Regions from separate parts of the Sus scrofa genome. Here all the other regions are linked to region 2. A link is a contact called in public Hi-C and promoter capture Hi-C data. All regions are on one chromosome and are shown on one strand. The core of a region is the stretch at or near the end of the contact, and the rest is flanking DNA. Distances in the headings are between cores, read along the strand shown.

Region 1 (4,350 bases), core at 1,607-4,106, 64 kb before region 2:
ATTTAACCCTGCACTTTAAATGTTTATTAATACTCTCTCCACCTGACTCCAAGAGCCTGAGAAACGACTTACCCTGCAGCCTATCCAAGGCCCAGGATGGGGCTCATCTACCCTGGCTGACCATGGTTAATTAAGAGGCCAAACCACATCCAGCACCTTGTAAACTCGCTCAGAGCTAACACAGGGAAACAATGGTCTCTAGGATTACTCAGAACGAAGGGTGCTGAGAGCCTGCTATGCAACGAATGCTTCATACGGAACATATGTTTTCTATTTAGTTCATGGCTGCATGTTTTCAACATCCCTAACCCAGCGAGGGAGCCCACCACAAAGACCTGTTTGTGGCTGCCGGTGCACCTCACCCCACCCCTCACTCCTTTCAGTGAATGGATCTCAGTGAACTAGCAACTAGAAGATGCAACGTTTCTACGCCTTGGTTCTGTTGGCAGAAATAAAGCAATGTGGCCACACAGGAGAGAGCAAATTGTCCCTCCCCTTTGTCTCTTCCTGAGCCAAAGATGATATCTAAGGTTCTGCCCATGTGGCTTCATGTGTGGCCTGTTGCCTACAATGACCATTTTCTCTTCCTACTTAAAAAGGAAAAAAAAAAAATTAAACACAGAAGAACTATACTACCAAGCAATTTCACTTCTAGAAATATACACAAAGAATTGAAAGCAAAGATTCAGATACTTATATATTCATGTTCACCACAGCATTATTCACACTAGCTAAAAGGCAAAAACAACCCAAGGGTCCACTGACCCAAGAATGGATAAACGACATGTGGTTTACACATAGAGTATCAGTCGGCTTTAAAAAGGAAAGAAATGTTGATATACGTACCAACATGGATGAGCCTTGAAAACACTATGCTACATGAAGTAAGCCAAATACAAAACAGCAGATATTGTATGATTCCACTTTAATCAAGTACCCCAAATAGGCAAATTCAGAGGCAAAATACAATAGTGCTTCCCAGAGGCAGGGGAGGGGTGGGGTGGGTGAGAATGGAGAGTTATTGTTTAATGGGTACAAAGTTTCAGTTTAGGAAGATGCAATGTTTGTACAACACAGTGAATGTCCTTAATGACACTGATAGTCCACTTAAAAATGGTTACATTAGTGAATGTTGTGTTATGTGTATTCTACCTTAACATAATAATGCAAAAATCCAAAAATATGCATACATGTGTGTGTGTGTGTGTGTGTGTGTGTGTGTGTACATGTTTCCTCCCTAAGTACATAACACAGAAGCAGAAGGAGGAAATGGCAATGACTAGCCACATTCCTTAACTGCTGCAAGTCACATTTTCTAGAAAACAGCATTGTGAAAGGAAACTGTTTCACATTAACAATGGGGAAACTGGACAGCCAGTGATAAGGTTATTGCAAACCAGCATTTTATGTCTTGATTAGATTCAATCCATTTGACCAATTCTGTTGACAAGAGATTTGGCTGTTTGCAGCTTTTTTTGCCATTAAGGAAGCATGGTCTTTAAAATCAGAGATCCCTGGAGTTCCCATTGTGGCGCAGAGGAAACGAATCCGACAAGGAACCATGAGGTTTCGAGTTCGATCCCTGGCCTCGCTCAGTGGGTTAAGGATCTGGCGTTGCTGTGAGCTGTGGTGTAGGTCGCAGACTCGGCTCAGATCTGGTGTTGCTGTGGCTGTGGCGTAGGCCGGCGGCTACAGCTCCGATTGTACCCCTAGCCTGGGGACTTCCATATGCCTCAGGTGCGACCCTCAAAAAGACAAAAAATAAAAAATAAAATAAAATCAGAGATCCCTTATTCCAACTACTATCTTTGGTTATAGCTAAGAGAAAGCACTTTCAAAGCAAGCGTGGACATGGACCGGCCAACCTTCAACTGACTGCATATGGAAGGAGGGAGTGGGCTTCAAACAAAACCCCCAGTTTCCATATAAAACAAACAATTGCACAGACCCAGCTTCATTGCCAAAAGGACCTCAAATGGCAAGTGAGTTTATTTCAGAACTCACTGTCCTCTGATCTAAATGATGATGAGAGGGACCCTGGCACTGATGCTGAGAACAGCATATGGTCAGAACCACCACCCTGGTCGTGTGTCATCTTAAGACTAAGCTGATGCCAAGTAGGATGATGCTATTTTCAAAGAGAAGGAGCAGATGGGACATGCTATAAGACAAGTGCTCTGGATCTTCAGAAAGTCAATGTCATTAAAAAAAATAAGAAGAAAGTTGGGGGGGAATTATCCTGGATTAAGAGTCTAAAGAGAAATAATAAAGCAGATGTGATGACTCTTAATCAGGTCTTGGTTTGTCAAACAAAATTGTAAGAGACAATTTTAGAACAATAGGGAAATTTGAATACAAACTGGATATAAGTTGTTATGAAATTACTGTTAATTTTCTTATGTGTAATAATGAATATTACAGCTACAAAAGAGGATGTCTTAGTCTTAGGAGAGGCCTGCTGGTGTATTGAGGAGTGAAATGTCACCATGTCTGCAATTTATTTTCAAATAATACAACGATCACGCACACACGTGCACACGCAGGCAAGAGAAAACATCAGAATGATAAGAACTATGATTCTAGGAGAGAATATACCAGATATGTTTTGTGTGTGAATGTTATCACAGTTGTAACCATGAAAATGAATAAATAAAACATATTCCTTTCCCTCCTCATAGAGAAAAGAGTAAATTGTATCTTGCTGCGCTAATCTTAACCAGAAACCACAGTGGGCTGAAATGCAACTATTCTCCTTAAAAAAGCTCATGTGCCTAAAGTCAGGTGCCAACCAGAAAAACAAGTTCCTCAAAATGCTTTGACCCACTGTAATGTTCTGAGCTGTCTCCTGGCAGTTGGTGGTGATATCATAAACAGGATGTCTTAGCAAGGAAGTATCGGCCAGGGGTTAACAATAGCTCCTATTCCATCTGGAAATCTGAGGCCGCTTCAGCATATCCAAAGAAGACATAAATCAGCAGCTCCTAGACCCAGGCTCCTGCCCCTACCCCACTGTGGTAATTTGAGGACCCCCTCCCTCCACCTGACCCCACCACCACCCTGTGGATTGGGCCTCTGATTCCTCATCTGAAAAATGGGAACAACAGTCCTTTCTTCATCCCAGGCTTACTGCACCCAAATCACAAAGCAACCAACTCATCCGTCTCCATCACATTAAGGCAGCAGCGTTTCTGAAAGCCAAGATTCACAAGGCAGAAAATGATGGTCATCAATAAATGGAACTTTAGGTAAAAACACATGTGACAAAGGAGGCCTGGGGCACCTTAAGGATTAAGTCTATACACTCTAGATTCTGAATAACCTCTAAGATCAGGGGACAAACCTCAAATCCAACACAGCCAGTACTTACCTCTGCCATAGGCCCTGGCCTTCTTGGGGTTGAGTTTGGGTTTAAGAGGAGCCCCTGGCTTGAGCTTGGCTTTGGGGAACTGGGACAGGTAAGTCATTACCGAGTGCTCATCTACATCTGGGTGAATAATTTCTTCAGGAGTGATGACCTAGAACAATGACAAGATAGATGAATACCTGGAACAAATCACTTTGTAATTACTGAAGTTTTTGCAAACATCTCCTAAACGAAACAGAAATTGAGTCAGTCTCTCAGTAAACTACATTAAACTGGCATGTCAAAATCAGTTTTGTTTTTTAAAACTTTTAGGAGTTCCCATCGTGGCACAGCAGAAATGAATTCAACTAGGAACCATGAGGTTGTGGGTTTGATTCCTGGCCTCGCTCAGTGGGTTAAGGATCCAGCATTGCCGTGAGCGGTGGTGTAGGTTGCAGACGTGACTCGGATGTGGCGTTGCTGTGGCTCTGGCGTAGGCCAGCAGCTGTAGCTCTGATTAGGCTCCTAGCCTGGGAACCTCCATATGCCGTGGGTGTGGCCATCAAAAGACAAAAGACAAAAAAAAGACCAAAAACAAAAAAAAAAAAAAACAACTTTTAGAGGTGTGACTGTTCCATTTGGAAGCTGAGGACCTTCTCCAGACAATTCTGTGCACAAGTTCTAGCGGTTCATATGTACCCTCCTGATAAAAAAAAGGCCACTCACTCCCCTTTCCAGAAAGGATAAGTTCTATCACATGAGGAGAGAGAAGAAACAAGTACACATGGGATTGGAGCATATTACAAAAAAGTGCATAGGTCAACTGGCCTTTTTCTTGGCTCATTCATCCATTGCCTGCATTTCTGTTAATTCAGCTACTAGTTTAAAGGGGGGGCAGAAAGAGTTCTCTTGTGGCTCAGTGGGTTAGGGATGCAGCATTGTCACTTCAGCAGCTTGGGGCACTGCTGTGGTGCAGGTTCAATCCCTGGCTGGGGAACATCCTCATG
Region 2 (4,355 bases), core at 1,634-4,133:
GGAAGAGGTCCATAGCAAGAAGCTGCCAACAATCCACAGGCCACAACTGGGGAAGGGGAGGCTAACCCTGGAATGTCAGGAAAAGGGAAGAAGCTATGGCCTGGGTGGGTTCAGGAATGAAAATCACAAGGATCAAGTAGAAACATGTAAGGGACCAGACAAACTCTAGAATGAGACCCTCAATTTCAGGGCACCAAAGGGAAGCCATGCGGGAGGCAGCTGCAGACTCTGTCAACAGTTGGTAAAGTGGGCAGTCCAGGATTTTCTGGTGCTGTGGTCTGATGTTTGTTTTGGTTTTTAAGATTTCTTGCCATGCATGTTTGGATACTCCTGGTTTACTTTAAGTTTCTTTGTTCAGTTAATTAAATAAATACACATTTTTCAGGCAAAGAACAAGGGATCCAAGTTGAGCCCTGTAGCCCTGGAGATTCCTCAGTGGGAAAGCTGGTTTCTGAAAAGGAAAGAATTCCAGGAGAAATCTGAGGTTCCCCCTTCCCTCATTACAGAAGATGGGCCCCCAAAAGAAGAGAGCATGCCACACAGCTTCCTTGTGCAGGGAAGCCACCCTCCAGAGGGAGGCTGACGGGGCGGTGGCTGCTGCCTGGGCCCAGGAAGCAGCCCCACCTGCCAGGACAGGTGTGGGGGAGGGTGGGGAGAGGATGAGGAGACTCAGCCCAGAGGGAACCCCTTTTAGGCTGGAAAGTCCCAGCAGTCACACCCAATGCCCCTCCTTCCTGTCAGGGGGTTAATAGAAGGCCTGGCCTCCTCAAGAAGGGACCCTAGACCCAGGCCTGGGCCAGCTGCTCAATGGCAAGAGGCTCACCTGGCAGAACATGCATACAATGTATGTGCACACCACGCTGTGCACAGACTGCACATATACTCACAAACGCACACTACACACCCCTGACTCCTACCCTTACAACCCACACCCTCAGCAGCCTTATGACCCTGCGGGAAGCCCTCCACTAGCCCTGGTCCTAGCGGGGACCTCACCCTCATCACTCCTCCCCAGCCTTGGGGGGAGAGGAACCCAACGCCAACTCCCTCCCTCCTCTCAGGAAGACCCTGGTGTGGGGAGGGCGGGGAGAGGAAGGCCAAGTCTCCTTTAATTGTCACCCGCTTCCTTCAATTCTCGGCTAGACCCTCTCTACTTCCATAGCCCTGGGCAAGCCCGTTAACCCTCTGGACCCTCTTGTCTTACACGCCCCAACTCACGGGGTGTGTAAGGACCGAGTTAACAGGAGGCTGTTGGCACACAGCGCGCACTAGCTCCCTACAAGCGGCCGCTACCGCCGCCGACTCTCAATAGTATCTTCAGAGGCGAGAGCTGGCTCAGCTCGCAGCGCGGGGCCAGAGCGAGCGCGAATGCCACACCCCCGGGCTCCCCTTCCGGAGACGGCGAGGGAGGGTCCCAGGCCCCCGTCTCCACCTAGGCGGCAGGGCCCCAGTTTCGGAGCACACTCCCTCCCCAAGGCCTCCGCACCTGGCCTCCGAGCCAACGCCCATCAGGCGACCGCCCAGCGCATCGGCCTGGGCGCAGCTGGGCGAGCGCTCCAGGGAGCGTCTGACTAGGGCCCCACCCCCGGGGACTGCCGACCAGAGGTTTCCAGTCCCCCAGCTTCCGCAGGGGCACCCCAAGTGCCACAGCCCGCACTCCCCCCAAGCGGCCCCAACATGAACCCTCAACCCATCGCCCGCCAAAGGCGCACGGCCCCGGCGCAAGGCAAGGAACTATCACTGTAAGACAGCACCCCAGGGAACGGCATGCAGGAGGGTGCCTAGGTCCCCTTTGTCCTCACCCCCACCCACCCCGGCCTCTGTGCCCACATCCAGCCGGTGGCTGCTGGACGCGGCGGAGGCGCGCGACAGGGAGCCTCAGTCTCCTCAGGGGCGCACGCGCGGGGGCGCGAGAAGTACACGCCGGCGCACGGCTCGGCCAGGGCACTCACCGATGGACACGAGCTTGATGTTCTCACGGTCCAGGAACTCGAGCGCCACGGACACGTTCTCAAGCTGCATCTGGCGGAAGGTGGGCCGCTGGTGGTACTTGCGGTACATGTGCTTCTGGCTAAGCACCTCCAGCAGCGCGATGAGCCGAAGCCCGTCGCTCAAGTCGGTCTGCAGGTTTCCGATGCGTTTGTTCACGCACTTGAGGTGCTCGTTGCACCAACGCGTGAACGTGTTCTGCTGGATCTTCTTCCAAGGCGCGTCCTCCGCCAGATCCTTCTCGGTTACCGGCATCTTGGCGGCGGGGAGAGCGCTATGAGCAGTGAGCTGCCGGGGACTGGCGTCGGGAGGCCCAAGGGCCGGGGGAGCGAAAACCAAAGCGGAGCGGGAGCGGGGCTCGAACTCGCTGCTACCAAAGCCGCGGCCGGGACTGCTCTGCGCCCGCCTGCCCCTGGCCGCGCGAGGCGCCTGGCCCCGCGCCTGCGCACTGAGACGACCCGCCCCTGAAGCTCCGCCCCGTCCCGACCCTCTGGCGGGAGTTCCCGGGTCACGCTTGCCCCCTGCAGCTCCAAATGAGCACTGCGCCCTGCGAGCTGCAAGGCGTCCGGGACCGGCGCTCGGTGTTCATTGCCTCTGCAGAAGAAAGCTAGGCAGGAGATGTCCGGCTACTCAAGAGGAAGGTCACCAGGTCCCATAGTGAGGGCACTTGCAGAAGTAGGGATCTGGGCTGGACGGAATGGACAGGGACGACGGCGTAGATCACAGGGAATGGAGTTGGTGCAGAAGGTACTTTTTCCATCTAGGTTCAATAAGATTCCATAAGGATTTTTATTGAGTTCCTGCTGTGCCAGGCACTATGTTAGGTCCTGGAGGACATCGTGAAAGTAATGGACATTTTACTTTTCATATTAATTAAACTCGTATGAATTGTCAGTCACAGTATTTATTGAGTGCCTACTGCGTGCTAACCTTCCTAGAGCTTGCCAACCAATGATAAGACAAACTTATAACTTAACCTAGACTTCATAGACTAATATATGAGAAAAATATAAAACCATCACAAAAAGCTTAATGGCAGTGATACAAATGAATGATAATTTACTGTGTGTATTAGTTTCCTAATGCTCCTGTAACAAATTACCAAAGCTCTGTTTTTAAAAAACAAAAACACACATTGTTATCTTGCTTTTTTTTAGTTTAGAGTCCCTCACTTGTCTCACTGAGCTAAAATCCAGGTATTGGCAGGATGCATTTCTTTCTGGAGGCTCAAGGGAAGAATCCATTCCCTTGCCCTTTCCAACTTCTGGAAGCTTCCTGAATTTCTTGGCTATGTCCTCTTCCTCCATCTTCAAAACCAGCCACATCAGGCTGAGTTTTTCTACACTGTTATCTCTCCCATTCTCCATAGTCACATCTTCCTCTAATTATCTTAAGGATCCATCTGGGAAGAGGCATTGGGCAGAATGAATGTCAAGGGCTTCCAGCTGTGGAAGAAGCCAGCAGATCTGTGGTTGGGATGCTCTATAACAGGTCATTTGTAAACAAGGTAAAGTGCTTTCTTCTGACAGATTGCCTCACTCACTGGAAATGCTCAAAACAGCCTTGAGGGAGAGAAGGTATTATTACCTGGCCCTGACCCTAGCCCATTGTTGAGATCAATAATTTTTTGAAGGCTCATTCCCCTCTTGAGTGATTAAGTGAAGAGATTTGCTGGAGGTCAGTTGGTAAGGACTGGATAAAGCTGAACTTGAACCTAGGTCTAACTCCAAAGTATGTACTACACCTAAAAGCCCCCATGCTCTTCCCAGCTTGGGCCTTGCCTTTGTGAGTAGCAGATTCACCAGTAGGCAGTGTTGGTAATGTTACCTACCCCGTGCCCAAGGGTTCTTGTTCCTCATGCTTTCTTCCACCCAAAGGCACTCATCAAAATGTATCAGCCAGGGCCTCATTCCCAAAGGGACATCCTCTCTGCTATTAGGTGAGACTGGGACTAATGCGATCACTTCAGCTCACTCAGCAGCTGATAATGCACCAAAGTTCTTTTTTTGGGGGGGGGGGCACACCCGCAGCATATGGAGGTTCCCAGGCTAGGGGTCTAATTGGAGCTGTAGCCGCCAGCCTATGCCAGAGCCACAGCACCTCCGCTCCGAGCCACGTCTGCGACCTACACCACAACTTACAGTAATGCCGGATCCTTAACCCACTGAGCAAGGCCAGGGATCAAACCCAAATCCTCATGGATGCTAGTGGGATTTGTTAACTGCTGAGCCATGATGGGAACTCCTAAAGTTCTCCTTTCTTATGAGATATTTCTGTTTTCACCAGACCTTGACACGAATAACTAAATTTAAGTTCTGCATGTAAATTAATATCCAGTCCACTTCACTCTGAGTGAGACATCCTTG
Region 3 (4,571 bases), core at 1,206-3,705, 90 kb before region 2:
AAGTTCTCATATTGTTTCTGCTTGTGAGTGGAGGTGCCACTTCATTTTATTCACGCATTCGGCCACACATCCATACAAAGCACCTACAGCATCAGGGCTGGGGATGGAATGATATGCAGGACATGATATCCTATGCTTGAGAATTCACAATCTAGGAAAATAATTATTTTTCTTTTTCTTTTTTTTTTTTCTTTTTTTTTTTTTTTGCCATAGAGAAACAGGCAGAATTGCAGGTTGTGCAAAATGTAAAACAGTAAACCTCACTTTAAACAACAAATAAGAAGGACAGGAGAGGCACCATGGAGGCATCAAGCTAGGGGCAGAGACTGATAGCATTTGCACAAGTAGCCCCAAGAGGCCACCAAGTATGCCAATAGCCCTCAAAACCTGTTACCATCAGAGAAATGGATGAACTTGACCTTGGAGTAAGACTCTGAAGTAGATTGCCTTCCATTCTAGCTACCTTTTGAAATATAACAAAACAGGACTGAGCTCCCAACCTTGACCTCCACCTCGACTGGGAGCTGGGGGCATCCAAGGGCAGTGGGTCCTCAAGTCCCTTCTGGGTGTGCAGGTCAAAATCTGAGCTTGTCCTAATGTCTGCAACCACTTTCTAGCAGCTCAGCTGAAACACAAAAAAGGTATATAGATATAGGATCGAGCAAGAGTCTCAGAATATTTTTGGAAGAGTCAAGGATCTTGTGATCTTGATCACTGAGCATGGCCATGCTTTCTAGGAACTTCTCCTAAGGAAAGCAGAGAATTGACAACAAAGATGCTTTCAAGCTGGCGTGGCCAGCGGTAAGGCTCCCACCAGTCCTGATAAGCATCAGCAGGAAAAGAATTACCTGCTTAGCACTGAGGCCTGGTGACAAAATGGTATTCATCTACAGAAGTATTCGTTTTGCCATTACTAATCAGGAACCCTTGTTAGGACAAAAGAAACCACAGGAAGAAGTACGTCTGCAGGTAAGAGGCCACCCACAAACAGAACTTCCGAATGCCAGGGAAGTTCTCATGGTAAAGATTCTGTCTCCGAGGATGTGTAGTGCCCAGCATAAGGGGACACCTCCACCATTCTCCATCGGCACTGCACTGCTCTACTGTGGCAGCTCCTCACAAGAGGGCCCCAGGCAGGAGTGCTGCTTCTCAAACAGTGCTTCTGCAGAAATCATCACCCTTCCTCTCTTATAAATGCATTTCTCACATGATGGGGGTGGTGCTGGTGTGTGGGAGGGGAACAGACTCTTGTTCAAGAATGGAGGCATCTCAGAGGTTTGGAATGACTGTTTAGAACACTATGCATCAGTAGTGGAATCCAGGCTTTTCTAAAGGAGTATGTGCTCCTTAGACCCTAGAGGTATGGATGAACATGAAGCAAAATAAAATTTTAAACAAGTAAACACAAATTCATACAGAGAGGCAGTATCGTGTTTTGTTTTGTCTTTTTTTTTTTTAATGGCTGCACCTGCGGGATACAGAAGTTCTCAGGTTAGGGTCCAAACAGAGCTGCAGCTGCTGGCCTATACCACAGCCACAGCAATGCCAGATCTGAGCCGCATCTGTGACCTATACAACAGCTCACAGCAACACCGGATCCTTATCCCACTGAGCGAGGCCAGGGATCGAACCCACATCCTCATGGATATTAGTCAGGTTAGCGTCCACTGAGCCACAGTGCAACTCCCCAAAGTGGCAGTTTTGTAGGCCCTTACTGTCTAAAACAATCAGAGCAAAGCAGCCTAGATCGTAAAAGGGAATAATTTAGTGCTTGAAGTGGTATTTCAGGCCTGAGGAACCAAAGGCTCTTTGACAAAGACCCCTATATCACCTTGTAAAAAGGGTAAACTAAGGTAAAAGGGCCAACAAGGACAAAGGTGTGGCAATTCTTTCCCTGTGAGTAACTAATAAAAGATAAAAAGGCAGCTGGTAAGGATGAGAGAATGTATATAAAACAGAGGCAGATATTAGGTTTATTTTTAAGAATTTAGCATTTCTCTGCTAAAACCCAAAACTGAGGTGGGAAGTTGAGGGGAGGGGGAGTAGAATTTGGCTAGTTTTCTGTTTGCTCTTGGGGAATTTTTCAGGCCCTCCTGATGTAACCAGCCAGTCTTTTGGTGAGCACAGGTCAGAGCATAGACCTGATGTCCAAAGTGACCCGGCCCAGCACGAGGGGGAGGGACCCTACCTGCTGGGTGGGAGTGTATTTGACGGTGTGGGAGTAGTCATAATTATCGATGACATCCAAATCCTTCACCGCGTCGCCAGGAAGGGGGCTGCTGAACTGCACGTTGAGTGGGGCTTTTCCAGCCCCTTTGGTGTAGACAGTAAAGTGGGTCGGTTTCCCGTTTTCCACACCTGGGAGGAGACAATGAGGTGAGGAGACAGTCCCAGCTGGAGGGATTTCCCTTTTGAAACCAGTCTGACAAGTTCATGGGCACCAGCTCTAGCAAGGCACTAGGTGGAGACAGGGGCTGGCACTCAGCCACTGCCCTGCAGCTCAGGCCCTTGCTGAACTGTAGCACCTGCTCTGGTGGGGGGCCGGGAGGAGGGTGGTGAGTGGCTCATAGCCCCCAGGCCAACTGTTCCCAATGCCTCCAGGTTGCCCTCGAGCACACACGCCCTCTTACCTGATTTGCTGAGTCCTGGACCTTCTGCCTTCACTTTGCTGGCATCGTGGGAAGGGTCAACTCTGACTCGGAAAGGGCTGGCGGGGATTTCCTGGAGCAGAAACACTGTCTCAGGAGGAAAGTCCCTGAAGCAACTGCCTGAACTTAGCCCTTTGCCAAAGCAAAGGCAGGGTCGGGGGTCCTTCCACTCTAGCAGGTAGGGAGCAAACCTCTGCTACCAATGATTAGGTTTTCACATGCTAGCATCAGAAGTCACTGATGCTAAGGTAAGGGCCATCAGAGGTCGCTCAGGAATGCCTGGAGCCTGACATCAGTAAAAGGATGGCTTCCCACAAACGAAATCTAACTCTGACAACTCTCAGAATTTCACACCAAATTCTGAGTACTTGGTATGCAAAAATACTACTAAGAATAAAACCCCAAACAATAATACATGGAGTCAGAGCAAAGAAATGTTCTCCAGGGATAACAGAGTGCTCCAGTTTGAGGAGTGCAAGGAACTGATTAGAAATGCAGTGATTATAATTCTCCAAAAAGAATGCTGCAGACTGTCAGAATAAAGGCAGAAAAGGTAAAGTGGATTTGGCTGGCTCAAAACCATTATGTTTTGGCAGAGCCCTCATCTTTATGTAAGTGAATTTGAATCACCAGGATTCCACCAGTCCCTGTTTTAGGGTTCTGCTCTTCCTGTCTTATCTCATGTAAATATGAACTCAATCTGAAATTTTTAAACTTCTCTCCCTGTAAAAATTTAAAAGCTAATGCCAAGGTCCTCATTTTAAAGACTTAAGTAGAACATATCTAGATATTCTGGATATAGAAAACCTACATCTGTATTATTATTCTTTTTTCTTTTTTTTTGGCCGTACCTGCGTCATATGGAAGTTCCTCGGCCAGGGATCAAACCTGAGTCACAGCAGCGATTCAAACCATAGCAGTGACAGCACCAGATCTTTAATCCACTTAGCCACCAGAAGATTATAACAACTAATTTCTTTCCAGAGCCTGGCTTTTAACCACTGAATATATGGTTCCACTTTCATTAGAAACTAAAATTTCACTTTTGTAAAATTTTAGTTCTGGGTCTTTTTTTTTTTTTTCCTTGCTTTCAAGGAACCAGAGAAGAAAACTACTGTGAAGAGTTCTCAACACACCTGCCCTGTCACTAGAAGCACAAAAAAGAAATATGCCCACAAACGGCCAGAAAAAGCTAAACACATACCTGAGAGGCAAAGAGGACTTTGATTGTGTATCGCCCAGCAGCAGGAGGCACATACTTTACTGTAAATGTGTCATTGGCGTTGTGAATAATGTCAAAATCCACATCTTCCTCATCCTCACTTAACACTCGGGCATCACATTTAATGCCAACACTGACATCACCTGGAACAGACCAGCTTATTAGCACCGGTTTACAAGAAAGAACATGTTCCATGCAATCACTTCCAGCTCAGGCTAACACTCTAGAAAAGCAATTGGGAAGTTTCCAGTTTAAAAAAAAAAAAAAAAAAACCAAACCCTGAGAAAGGAAAGGTGTTAAGTCACAGTTATGAAGAAGGGATGGAGGATCAGTAAGACTATCATCACAGAACTGACACAGAGGCTCATTAGATGAACAATTACCTATTCAGGTGGAGCATTTCCTGGTTCAAAGTTCACTGCCTAAGAAGCAACAGTCACTGCATTGGGTGAAGCCCCCCTCTCACCTTCCCCAGCCTCGGTACAGTCCACTGTGAAGTGAGTAGGCTCATTTGCCTTCAGTCCACTTCGCTCCACTCCTGGCCCAAACACTTTGACCTTCTGGGGATGGCTACCCTGCCCGATGTTGACCTAGAGAGGACAGGGAGAAAGGTGTCATCAAAGTCTCCTCCACAGGGACCGAGTAAAGACACAGACGTTATAACATTTTACTTCCGGGCAATCTAGAGCACTCGGCCTTTT

Evidence for each region. Promoter capture Hi-C pulls out the DNA fragments that hold promoters and counts their contacts. A called contact is a pair of places that touch in the nucleus more often than the background predicts.
Region 1: a promoter capture Hi-C map of liver shows a contact between it and region 2, with 2.5 times the contacts expected there. The contact joins the enhancer-like site here to the promoter of FLNB in region 2. A contact is called at or near these places in 2 of 5 promoter capture datasets (fetal liver and liver), 12 of 47 Hi-C or Micro-C datasets (embryonic fibroblasts, heart right ventricle, liver and 5 more) and 1 of 2 datasets of contacts at active chromatin or transcription factors (skeletal muscle).
Region 3: a contact with region 2 is called in a Hi-C map of omental adipose tissue, with 1.7 times the contacts expected there. The contact joins the enhancer-like site here to the promoter of FLNB in region 2. A contact is called at or near these places in 3 of 5 promoter capture datasets (fetal liver, fetal skeletal muscle and liver), 15 of 47 Hi-C or Micro-C datasets (alveolar macrophages, brain, embryonic fibroblasts and 9 more) and 1 of 2 datasets of contacts at active chromatin or transcription factors (skeletal muscle).

The regions. Positions count from the first base shown.
Region 1 is chr13:39,852,212-39,856,561 of Sscrofa11.1, reverse strand. FLNB (filamin-B) reads right to left here. Exons shown (of 46, transcript XR_002337597.1): 4 at 3,368-3,515. Among named protein-coding and RNA genes, the nearest start is that of FLNB, 65 kb to the right of the region's middle. Within about 2 kb of position 2,856, at least 8 of the 83 cell types and tissues checked have an H3K27ac peak or open chromatin away from gene starts, as enhancers often do. A contact at or near this core is called in liver, retroperitoneal adipose tissue and subcutaneous adipose tissue, where this site is marked.
Region 2 is chr13:39,787,787-39,792,141 of Sscrofa11.1, reverse strand. FLNB (filamin-B) reads right to left here and starts at 2,883. Exons shown (of 46, transcript XR_002337597.1): 1 at 1,953-2,883.
Region 3 is chr13:39,877,620-39,882,190 of Sscrofa11.1, reverse strand. FLNB (filamin-B) reads right to left here. Exons shown (of 46, transcript XR_002337597.1): 15 at 4,337-4,460; 16 at 3,853-4,013; 17 at 2,631-2,721; 18 at 2,189-2,358. Among named protein-coding and RNA genes, the nearest start is that of FLNB, 91 kb to the right of the region's middle. Within about 2 kb of position 2,455, at least 9 of the 83 cell types and tissues checked have an H3K27ac peak or open chromatin away from gene starts, as enhancers often do. A contact at or near this core is called in omental adipose tissue, where this site is marked.